2 separate regions of the Mus musculus genome follow, and region 1 is linked to region 2. Evidence: chromatin contacts called from public HiChIP or PLAC-seq data. All regions are on one chromosome and are shown on one strand. The core of a region is the stretch at or near the end of the contact, and the rest is flanking DNA. Distances in the headings are between cores, read along the strand shown.

What was found. HiChIP or PLAC-seq counts read pairs in DNA pulled down with a chosen protein or histone mark.
Region 1: a contact with region 2 is called in a FOXA1 HiChIP or PLAC-seq map of pancreatic cancer cells. The contact joins two enhancer-like sites. A contact is called at or near these places in 1 of 15 datasets of contacts at CTCF or cohesin (the NIH/3T3 cell line) and 1 of 115 datasets of contacts at active chromatin or transcription factors (pancreatic cancer cells).

The regions. Positions count from the first base shown.
Region 1 is chr17:75,889,425-75,893,871 of GRCm38.p6, reverse strand. No RefSeq gene overlaps it. Among named protein-coding and RNA genes, the nearest start is that of Gm4710, 31 kb to the right of the region's middle. Within about 2 kb of position 1,656, at least 12 of the 459 cell types and tissues checked have an H3K27ac peak or open chromatin away from gene starts, as enhancers often do. A contact at or near this core is called in pancreatic cancer cells, where this site is marked.
Region 2 is chr17:75,140,757-75,145,936 of GRCm38.p6, reverse strand. The region is part of intron 3 of Ltbp1 (latent transforming growth factor beta binding protein 1); the gene reads right to left. Among named protein-coding and RNA genes, the nearest start is that of Ltbp1, 140 kb to the right of the region's middle. Within about 2 kb of position 1,561, at least 15 of the 459 cell types and tissues checked have an H3K27ac peak or open chromatin away from gene starts, as enhancers often do. A contact at or near this core is called in pancreatic cancer cells, where this site is marked.

The DNA.
Region 1 (4,447 bases), core at 407-2,906, 750 kb before region 2:
ATCTAGGCAAAATGATCAAAAGACTTGCTCATTTCAGCCTTAGTGGCAATAAAAAGTCTATTACTTCTTTAACAACACAGTGTCTATAAGCACCCCACATTTAGTAACTAAATTGGGTACAATTATATATTTCAGGGTCTGTCTCCAGCTGTGTCAGCATCTGTTCCAATTCTCTGCCTTTCTCTTCCCCTCGATTCTGTAAGGTTTGAGGGGGAAAGGTGGGTTTAAGCAGTGCCAAAATCTGTGTTCACTTTTAGAAACTGAAACAGCAGGAGTTTGGTGAATTTCACCTTCAGGGGTGTCATAGATGCTTGCAGCTTTCTCAGGTCTGTTCATCATCTCCTCTGCAGTGCCCTCACTTAGGCTGCCTGCTAAGGTTTGACAAAGTAAGTGTTTAAACCTAGCACATGGCCAAAGGGGTGAAAGCTACTCCCTCTCATTTTTTAAATAGCTAAGTGATTCACATTAGTGCCATGGAAGGTCCAGTTATATTAGCAGGTGTTGCCGCAGATTAATCTCAAATAGGGCAAGAGAGAGTTTAAAGAAACAGCCTCCTCTAAAAAAGTCTAAACCAGAACACAATTGAAAACAGGACAATGGATTGCAATTTTGTGTTTTAAAGATCTCATGTCCTTTTTTTTTTTTTTTGTATCAGCCTTTAAAATACTGTAAAAAAAAAAAAAAGCAAAAAAGCTATGATAAATGAAACAAGAGAGAAAGGAAGCTTTTATCTAAATTTAGAGACATTATGTCCACCCATCATAGACATAGATGTTTCCATTGCAACATTGCAATGGCTTAAGGGGTCACTGTCCTGTTAATATGGCCCATTTTTAGAACTCTGTAGTCTAAGGTACTTTGTAGTAATTATCCATAAAAATTCTACTCTCAAACTCACTAATTGACCAAATGTAGAGATTTGATCATTTCTTACTTGTTCGCCATAATTATGATAGGAAATATTTGCATAAGGTAATGGCATCAGAATTATTACATTAAAAGCTATTTTTATTAATTGTTAATCGAATGGACATTAGAAACAATCAACAGTATTGGTTTATAGATCATTGTCAACTGCACTCTAAGGGAGGCTTGCAAAATCACAGCATCTAGTCAAAATTCACCTCTGTTCATTTTTTTCAGTTTTTTAAGTTTAGAAAATCTAATGATCAAGGTTGTACAGATAAATAGAAATGTTCAACTACTCCTCTAACTCTCAATACCTAACCTACTCTGCCATCAGGCATGAATTCACCGTCAACTGTTATGTCACATTGAAATGGTTAAATCATGCCCTGAATGCTATTCTTTGTCTATCAGGTAACTGGGCCAATCTCTGTACCTGAGCACTCTGTTTCCTTCACATCGCTGATGGAGTGTGGATTCAGTTGATTATATCTAGATTTGCCCTCTGATTCCCCTACTTAAAATAAACATTCCACAGATAGGGAAATGGAGACGCTCGGGGAGCTGAGCCAAAATAATAAAATCAGGGCTGGGGAGGTGACTCAGTGGATAAAGTGCTTGCTGCCCAAGCTTGAAGACTTTAGTTCAGCTGCCCAGAGCCCATATAAAGCTAAGCAAGGTAGTATGTGTCCTCAATGCCAATACGCCTGTGGTGAGGTGGTAATTCCAGAATCTTTCAGGCCAGCTACCAAGGGCTATGCAGATGTGGATAGCAAACAAAAGAAAAAGACTCTGTCTCAAACAAGATAACAGGTAAGGACTAACCCTTGAGGTTGTATGCTCATTTTCACATGTATACTGTGGGACACATGCCTACATTGACAAACAAATGCAGGCTCGCATACAAATATTTACATACATACATACATACATACATACATACATACATACATACATGTACACACTTAAACACACAGATTAAAGGTATTAAATCATAAAAATCACAAGACTGTCTAGCATGTCCACGGTGGGAATGGGAGCAGCATTCAGGTGTTTGGTCCGTGAGGTCATTTCTTTATTCTGTTCTCTCTACTGCCACCATCCTTTCCCCACATATGACCACTCTCTTGTATGAAAGCCAAGCTTCCTCCATGACTTCTGCAAAAACCCTTTGTTTGCTTTCTTGCTTGATGACTAAGCACAAGGATGGGCGCCAAGTCAGTTCAGGACTTATGCAATTGAAACCCACTCAAGACTGACACAACCCACGTTATTATGGCTGAACAGCTAAACTCAGAGATTATGATAAAAAGAGTCCCCCAAAATGAATTATAGTAAAGCAATGGAGATTTCACAATACATTACTATTGACTTTTTTCTCTAATGACTGACTTTGTTTGTAGCATTATTGATCTAACTTCAGTCCAAAAGCAATTCACTAGAACAAAGACTGTTTGGTGTCCTTCTGTAGATACAGTTAACATCTTTCTGTGGCTCACTGTGGCAACCAGTGGCCAGAGCAGCTTTCCCATGGAACTCCAGTTTTCATAGCATACACCCTTTTACCTGGATCAGAGGTAGAAAGGATGATTCTGTTTCGCTGCTCTCAGAAGAAGGTGTACATAGCTACTGCACTAATCCACCTGGGACTTAGAGGGCACAGGTGGCTAAATTTGGCCCATTATGTTCACATCCATGTCCACACCTTGACAAAGGACAACAGTATCTAAGTCAGAAATCCAGGCAGGATTGACTGGTTATTTTTTTACTAAGGTGTCAATTAATAAGATATCAATAAGATAGAAAGGTCTCAGTTGGGTTTGGACTTTTTCTGATGGTTCTGCAGATGGGCATCCTTCCACTTTCAGGTCCCTACCATTTGGCTATCTCCTTCTCCAGTGCAGCAACACCACATTTAAGTCCATGTGATTTCCTTTGTTGTCACCAGGGAGAGAAAGCCCTGCTTTTTTTTATTAGTTATTTTCTTTATTTACATTTCCAATGCTATCCCAAAAGCCCCCCCATACCCTCCCCCCACTCCCCTACCCACCCACTCCCACTTCTTGGCCCCGGCGTTCTCCTGTACTGAAGTATATAAAGTTTGCAAGACCAATGGGCCTCTCTTTCCAATGATGGCAGACTAGACCATCTTCTGATACATATGCAGCTAGAGACACGAGCTCTGGGGGGTACTGGTTAGTCCATATTTTTGTTCCACCTATAGGGTTGTAGACCCCTTTAGCTCCTTGGGTACTTTCTCTAACACGCTCAGGTGATTTGACCTGGGTAGCCTTTCTCTCACCATTTATTGTTTATGGTTCTGATTCAAACCCAAATGGAATATTTCTTTGCATTCTCCTTTTACACACAGGCCCATCATGTCTCTTCTGTTAAGATTCAGATACTTTTCTATAAAGGATGACAACATAAATTTGGTTTATGAGCTTATTCATTATGACAAAAAAAATCTTCAGAGCTTCATTTTTTTTCTGTTTCTAAGTTAAATGATGATACATCATTTATTTTATATTTTCTCTTCTCTTCTGATACTATTTCCTTTTAAGAGATTTCTTTCTACTTTTATTAGTGTCAGTCTCCTTTTGCAGGCAGCTTTCTTAAGTAGCCACCACACCAAAAAGAAAGTTAGTCAAGACATGGTCAAGGAAGTTTAATACACCAGTTGTCACAGACTGAGTTGTGAGAACTGAGAAGGAACCAACCAGTCCCCCTAGGGACTTCTCCCCTGTCACTCCATCTCACACTCAGAGAACATTTGTTTGAGTCACAAACCCATATTGAGTGTCACATGTAATTAAACTATTCACCCCTGGCTGGGGAGATGGCTTGGCAGATGAAGCACTGCCATGAAAACATGTAAACTGAGGCTTAGATTCTCAGAAGCCACATTCATGCATTGTAGTAAAAAACTAATTGGGGGGTTCTTCCCCACCTTTGACCATTATTTGATCAAATAAAAGACACAAAACTTTTATATTTATAATAAACTTTAAAAGCACTACAGCTGGTCATATCTCAATCCAACGTCTTTTTTGTCTACTCTCCCATCAAGAACCCCTAGATATAACTTGCCAAGTAGGAGCCTGGGACACTCCTACTCCAACTAACCATGTTCCCACGATCGACCTACCTCATTGTGTCCTCTTCTTTCCTCCTCTCTTCCCTCCTCTCCCCCTGCTCTCTGGCTCAGACCCTAACTAAGCCCAGGAACCGAAGCCCTGCATGCTTCTCTTCTGCCCAGCTTCAGGCTATAGGCATCTTTATTCAACCAATAGTTTTAAATTGAGGAGCAAGGTTATATAACACCATTCAGCATCCTCATGTTTGGGGACAAACAGATCTTGGGGGCCTGTATTTGACATTACAATACATGGCAACTGGCCAAACCACAACATGGATGCTACTCTTTAATTTCAGGGCTACAGTGGTGATGATAGTGGAAGTCAGAAACAGTGGAAACCTGGGACAGGTTGGCAAGCCCTGGGTTCCATTGAAAGACCTTTACTAGGTGAAAAAGAAGAGT
Region 2 (5,180 bases), core at 312-2,811:
CACCAGGTTACATAGAATCAACGCCCTTTCTTAATGTCATGTCAGTAGAAAGTTTTCGCAGCTTATTTTGTAGACACAATTTTTTTCACAATTAAGATTTGTCTTCTTCTTCTTCTTCTTCTTCTTCTTCTTCTTCTTCTTCTTCTTCTTCTTCTTCTTCTTCTTCCTCTCTCTCTCTCTCTCTCTCTCTCTATTGAAAATTTATTCTTGTGCAATACGTTTTTGACCACATTCTTTTCTTTCCCAGATCCTCCCTACCTCCTTACCTACCCAATGTCATCTTCATTCTCTCTCTCAGAAAAAATCAAAAGTCAAAATCAGAACTAAAACAAAGAGACAAAGAAAAAAGTGTCCAAGACAAAACAAAACAGTACAGAAAAAGACAAACATGGGGTCTGCTTTGTGTTGTCCAGCTACTACTGGGTAGAGAATCTTTCTCGGACATGTGGTTGACATATTCAGTGACACTCCATTGGAGAAACCGGATTTTTCCCTTACCCACTGGCATCAGCTGCAATGAGCTTCTTAGTTAGGGGTGGGACTTAGTGTCAACTTCCCCCTTCAGTGCTGGGATCTCCTCTGACCTGTACCCCAACAGCACAGACGTTGACTGTGATAGCACATACCTATCTAGTCCCACAGGTGGGAGATCAAAAGGTACAAGTTCCGGGACATCCTCTGCTATATGAGTTCAAGGCCAACCTTGGCTATGTGAGACCCATTCACAGTTTTGAGGAGGGTGAATCACACTTGGTTGGCAGCCTAACTTCTCTGCTTTCTGGCATACAGTTAAGGATGGCATAAATCTTCATGTCCTCTGAAAGAGTACAAGACTCGTATTTAAGAAAACAGCTCCTCCCACAGAGTCCGTGATCTATCTAGTTTCAGGTTCTTCCACCCCACACACACTCCTACTGGATTTACAAGTATGTTCAAAATCACTCGGCTTCTGCATTGCTGGGATTCAAACCCAAAGCTTCATGTGTGGTATTCAAGCACTCTACCAACTGAGCCACATCTCCATTCTCTTAGTTTTGTAGTGAACTTGAGAATCATTGTATATGGAACTCAGAATAAACCAAGACTCATTTAAATGATGATGATGAAGATAGATAGGTAGATAGATGATAGATAGATAGATAGATAGATAGATAGATAGATAGATAGATAGATAGATAGATAGGCAGATGGGTGGACAGGTAGATAGGCAGATAGATAGGACATAAAGAGAAGAGATAGAGGATCAGAAGAGATTAAAAACCACACAGTATATAGGTCTAGAAATATTGAGCAGGAAAGGGTTTCAAAAAGGAAGGGAGAGAAGATTATTTACAAATTGCTGCAAAGAAGCAAGATACACAGAATTAGCAAAGGCCATCGGGTTTGGTAGCAGGTCACTGGCCACACAGACAGTATGGCAGCAGTACCAGAAGGGGGTCGGAGGAATGGAGGGAATGCCAGTAGGGAAGAAAAGGAGCAGAAAGGAGAAGGAGACAGTGGGGCGGGGGATAGCCGGCTGCTCAGAGATCTGCATCTATGGAAACCTCTGTGTCTTCGTAAACACGGGGCAAACAATTGCACAGAACTGCTCTCTTCTGAAGAAAGGATTAGTCACACGCTGTTTACACTGCTGCCTTCCTAGTGGCAAGTTTTGGTGCAGGGATTAACTAAACTTTTCCGTATTTCTAACTAAAGCCATTATTTGACCTGTGAGCGGGTGGGAGGATCTGGCAAAAGATGCAGCACTTTCCACTTCAGACAAGGAGTCTGGGCCTCACACAGGGGAACCCCCAGCCAGCCATAAAATGTTTCCCACAAAAGGTCCGTCTGATACTATCTGACCCTTTCACCTATGGAGAGCATCCTGGAGTCTGTAAGCAGTGGGAGAAAAAGCAGATGAGGGATAAATGATGGAGAGCAAAGGCTCAAGAAGTCAGCTCAGGTCCCTCAGGCCGGCGTCTGACTACAGAATCCAAGCCATCATGGGGACCCTGCTGCCTTCAGTTTCCAGCAAGTGTGGGTGATTGCTACTCCAGAAGAGAAGACACTAGAACAAAGAGAAGATGTCAACAGTGGCTTAAGGGATGAGCTTCTCCAGGGAGTACTCACAGGGTTGTCAGGGGCAATGGAAACCATTGAGGGGATACCACCTGACGGCGACCCATTCATACAAAATCACCAATTGAACCCAAATAAGTAAGAAGCCAGAGGCTATTACTGAAGAGACTAATAGATAGCATGAAACATACTGATGGTACCAAAACACACCAGAATTGAAGTATTCCAGAAAAATAAAACATAAAAAACACCGTGAAGGTAACATAAACCAAAGAATCAGAGAAAGCAGGAGGTTGTGGTGATGGTGGTGGTGGTGGTGGTGGTGGTGGCGGCAGCTGTGTTTTGCTATGGAGAACACACTATAGGAGGTAGGTAGGTACAGGTGAAATGGTTCCATGAATAAAGGTACTTGCCACCAGACTTGACTACCTGAGTTAAAGACCCCAGGACCCACATGAGAAAAGGAATGAACCAACTCTGACAAGATGTCCTCTGACCTCCGCACACACTCTGTGGCACATGCAAACACACACACACACACACACATTCATAATACACGAATATGTAATTTTTTGAAAGATTCCAGGGAGTACAGCCCCTTCTTTGGAAGCTAAACCAGCAACAGCTTTTGTACAGAGCAGGTAGCAGCACTTCCCTTTCTCTACATGCTTGAAAAACACAAAAGTCCTGAACAATTCAGTGTAAAGTCAGAGGCTACCTGCAAAAGAGCCACCAAAACACTGGGACAAACAGAGTGGCCAGGAAAGGGTGTGACAGGTCATCAGAACTTGTGAGGAGCCGCCCTTGCAATCGCCATTACAAGATGGCACTGATATCCCGTGTTCTAACTAGTAAACAAGTAGTCTGCGCATGATGCTGGGGTATTTTTTCATGCCTTGTGCCCTGCCTGTCCCGTGGCAGTCATCTGGGCTGATAGTGAGCAGCTAATCAGGAGCTGACACTTCTCCAACCGCTCTTTGTGGGTTATAAAAGGACTGAGTTTCCTGTATTCGAGGTCTTCCTGATAAGTAAGCAATAAAGCTTTGCCGTAGAAGGATCTGGTTGTCCGAGTGTGTTTTGCTGGCGAAACATTACAAGGACAAGAAGAACTGAAAGAGCTAGAGCATTCACACTCATAGCAGAAGAATTGATTTCAGAGCTGACACTCTTACCAAAGACCAAGTAGGCTTGACCCATCAGGGAAAGGGTTAACTCATCAAGACAACATAGCAACCCTGCCTGTTGGGCTCTGAATGGCAGGACATCAAAATGCAAGTCAGAAAACCCATTTTTTAAAAAATGCCTTGGTCAAAGAAAAACAGTCTAAAAGTTGCAGGTTTTAGACACACGTTTACAGAGCACATAGGAAATGCAGACGGATAAGCCTCCAGCTGCAGCAACAACCAGCTCTAGCAGGCCAACATTTATGCAACTCTATATGCACTTAGAGCAGAATCAGAATATGCAGCATATTGACCAATACAGACCATATTCTAAGACATATCTTGAGTTTTGATAAATTTTTAAAAGATTCGAGTCTTACAAAACGTCTTGTTCTAGCCATAATGGAATTAAGTCAGAAATGGATAGCAAAAAGCCCTGTGAAAGACCCAAATCATTGGAGACTGAGTATTTATACAGTATAGTACAACTGTGTTGGACAGTTTTATGTTACCTTGACACACATCTGAGAGGAGAGAACTTCAATTTAAAAAAAAATGCCTTCCTAAGATCTAGCTGTAGCACATTTTCCTAATTAGTGATGGATACAGGAGGACCCAGCCCACTGTGGGTAGTGTCATCCTTGGGGTAGTGGTCCTGGGTTCTATAAGAAGGCAGGCTGAGCAAGCCAGTAAGTAGCACCCATCCATGGCCTCTGCATCAGCTCCTGCCTCCAGGTTCCTGTCTAGCTTGAGTTCCTGTCCAGGCTTCCTTCAACAATGGACTGAAATTTGGAATTGTATGCTACATAAACCCTCTCCTCCTCAATTTGCTTTTGGTCATGGTGTTCTTCACAGCAAAAATAATCCTACCTAAGAAAACAGCCAGTGAACCAGAGGGGGTAAAAGGATCACAATGAGAATTATTCTTAGCCAAGAGGAAATGGAAATACAGCATGCTAAAATCATGAAATGCTACAAAATCAACTATCAAAATATAAATTCATAGTGCCGACTACACAGGGAAGCAGAAAGGTTCCATCTGACTGCTGTCCGTTGCCACATAATGAGTGAAAGTAAAAGCGAAATCCGAATCAGGTAAAATAAATGAACAAATGAATAAATAAATAACAAGAAAGTAGAAAGCAATGGCATGGAGACAAAAACAAGCCAGGAAGAAAACAATGAGATCAAGGGCAATGCCAAAGATAGATAATACCAAAAGATAGATTGATAGACGGACGGATAGATAGATAGATAGATAGATAGATAGATAGATAGATAGATAGATAGATAGATAGATAGATAGATAGATAGAAAGTGTCATCATTGGAGACCAGGAGGATCAGAGGTCTAATGAGACAGTTGGATGTCAGACCATTAGTCAAAGATGAAAAACTTAGCATAAGAAGAACACACCAGATTTTCTTTGCTAATACACTTACATCTATCATTTCATTTGAAAAAAAAAATAGTAACTCTAGAAGATTTCCATAATGTATTATACTTAAATCGGTCAATAGAAGGAAAGACTTTGTCCCCCTCTGTGATAGTGTATTTTCTTTGTCAACTCAGACAAAATTTGAGGTAATGGTAACATTGAAATTGGTGTGTTCTGAATAAGAACAACTTTGATATGTGTGGTGGGTCTTCACCAGCCTCACAAAGGCATCCCTGGTTAGGAAAGGACAAACCAATTACAATATCCGTGAACAGAAGAGAATTCAGCCAATTGCCACTGGGCTTTCTCCATGACATTGGTAGGTTTGGGTTGCCACTTGTGACTGAAGTTTCCAGTTCTGCTGAGGTCCCAGGCCATCCCACCATCACATACAGACTCACTAGCCTCTGGAATCACTAGCCATTTCCTTATAACAAGTCTGTGTTAATACAGATGCTTGCTCACTATGATGGGATTACCTCCCAGCACTCTCCTTCTGCTCAAATTGTCATCAATTAAGG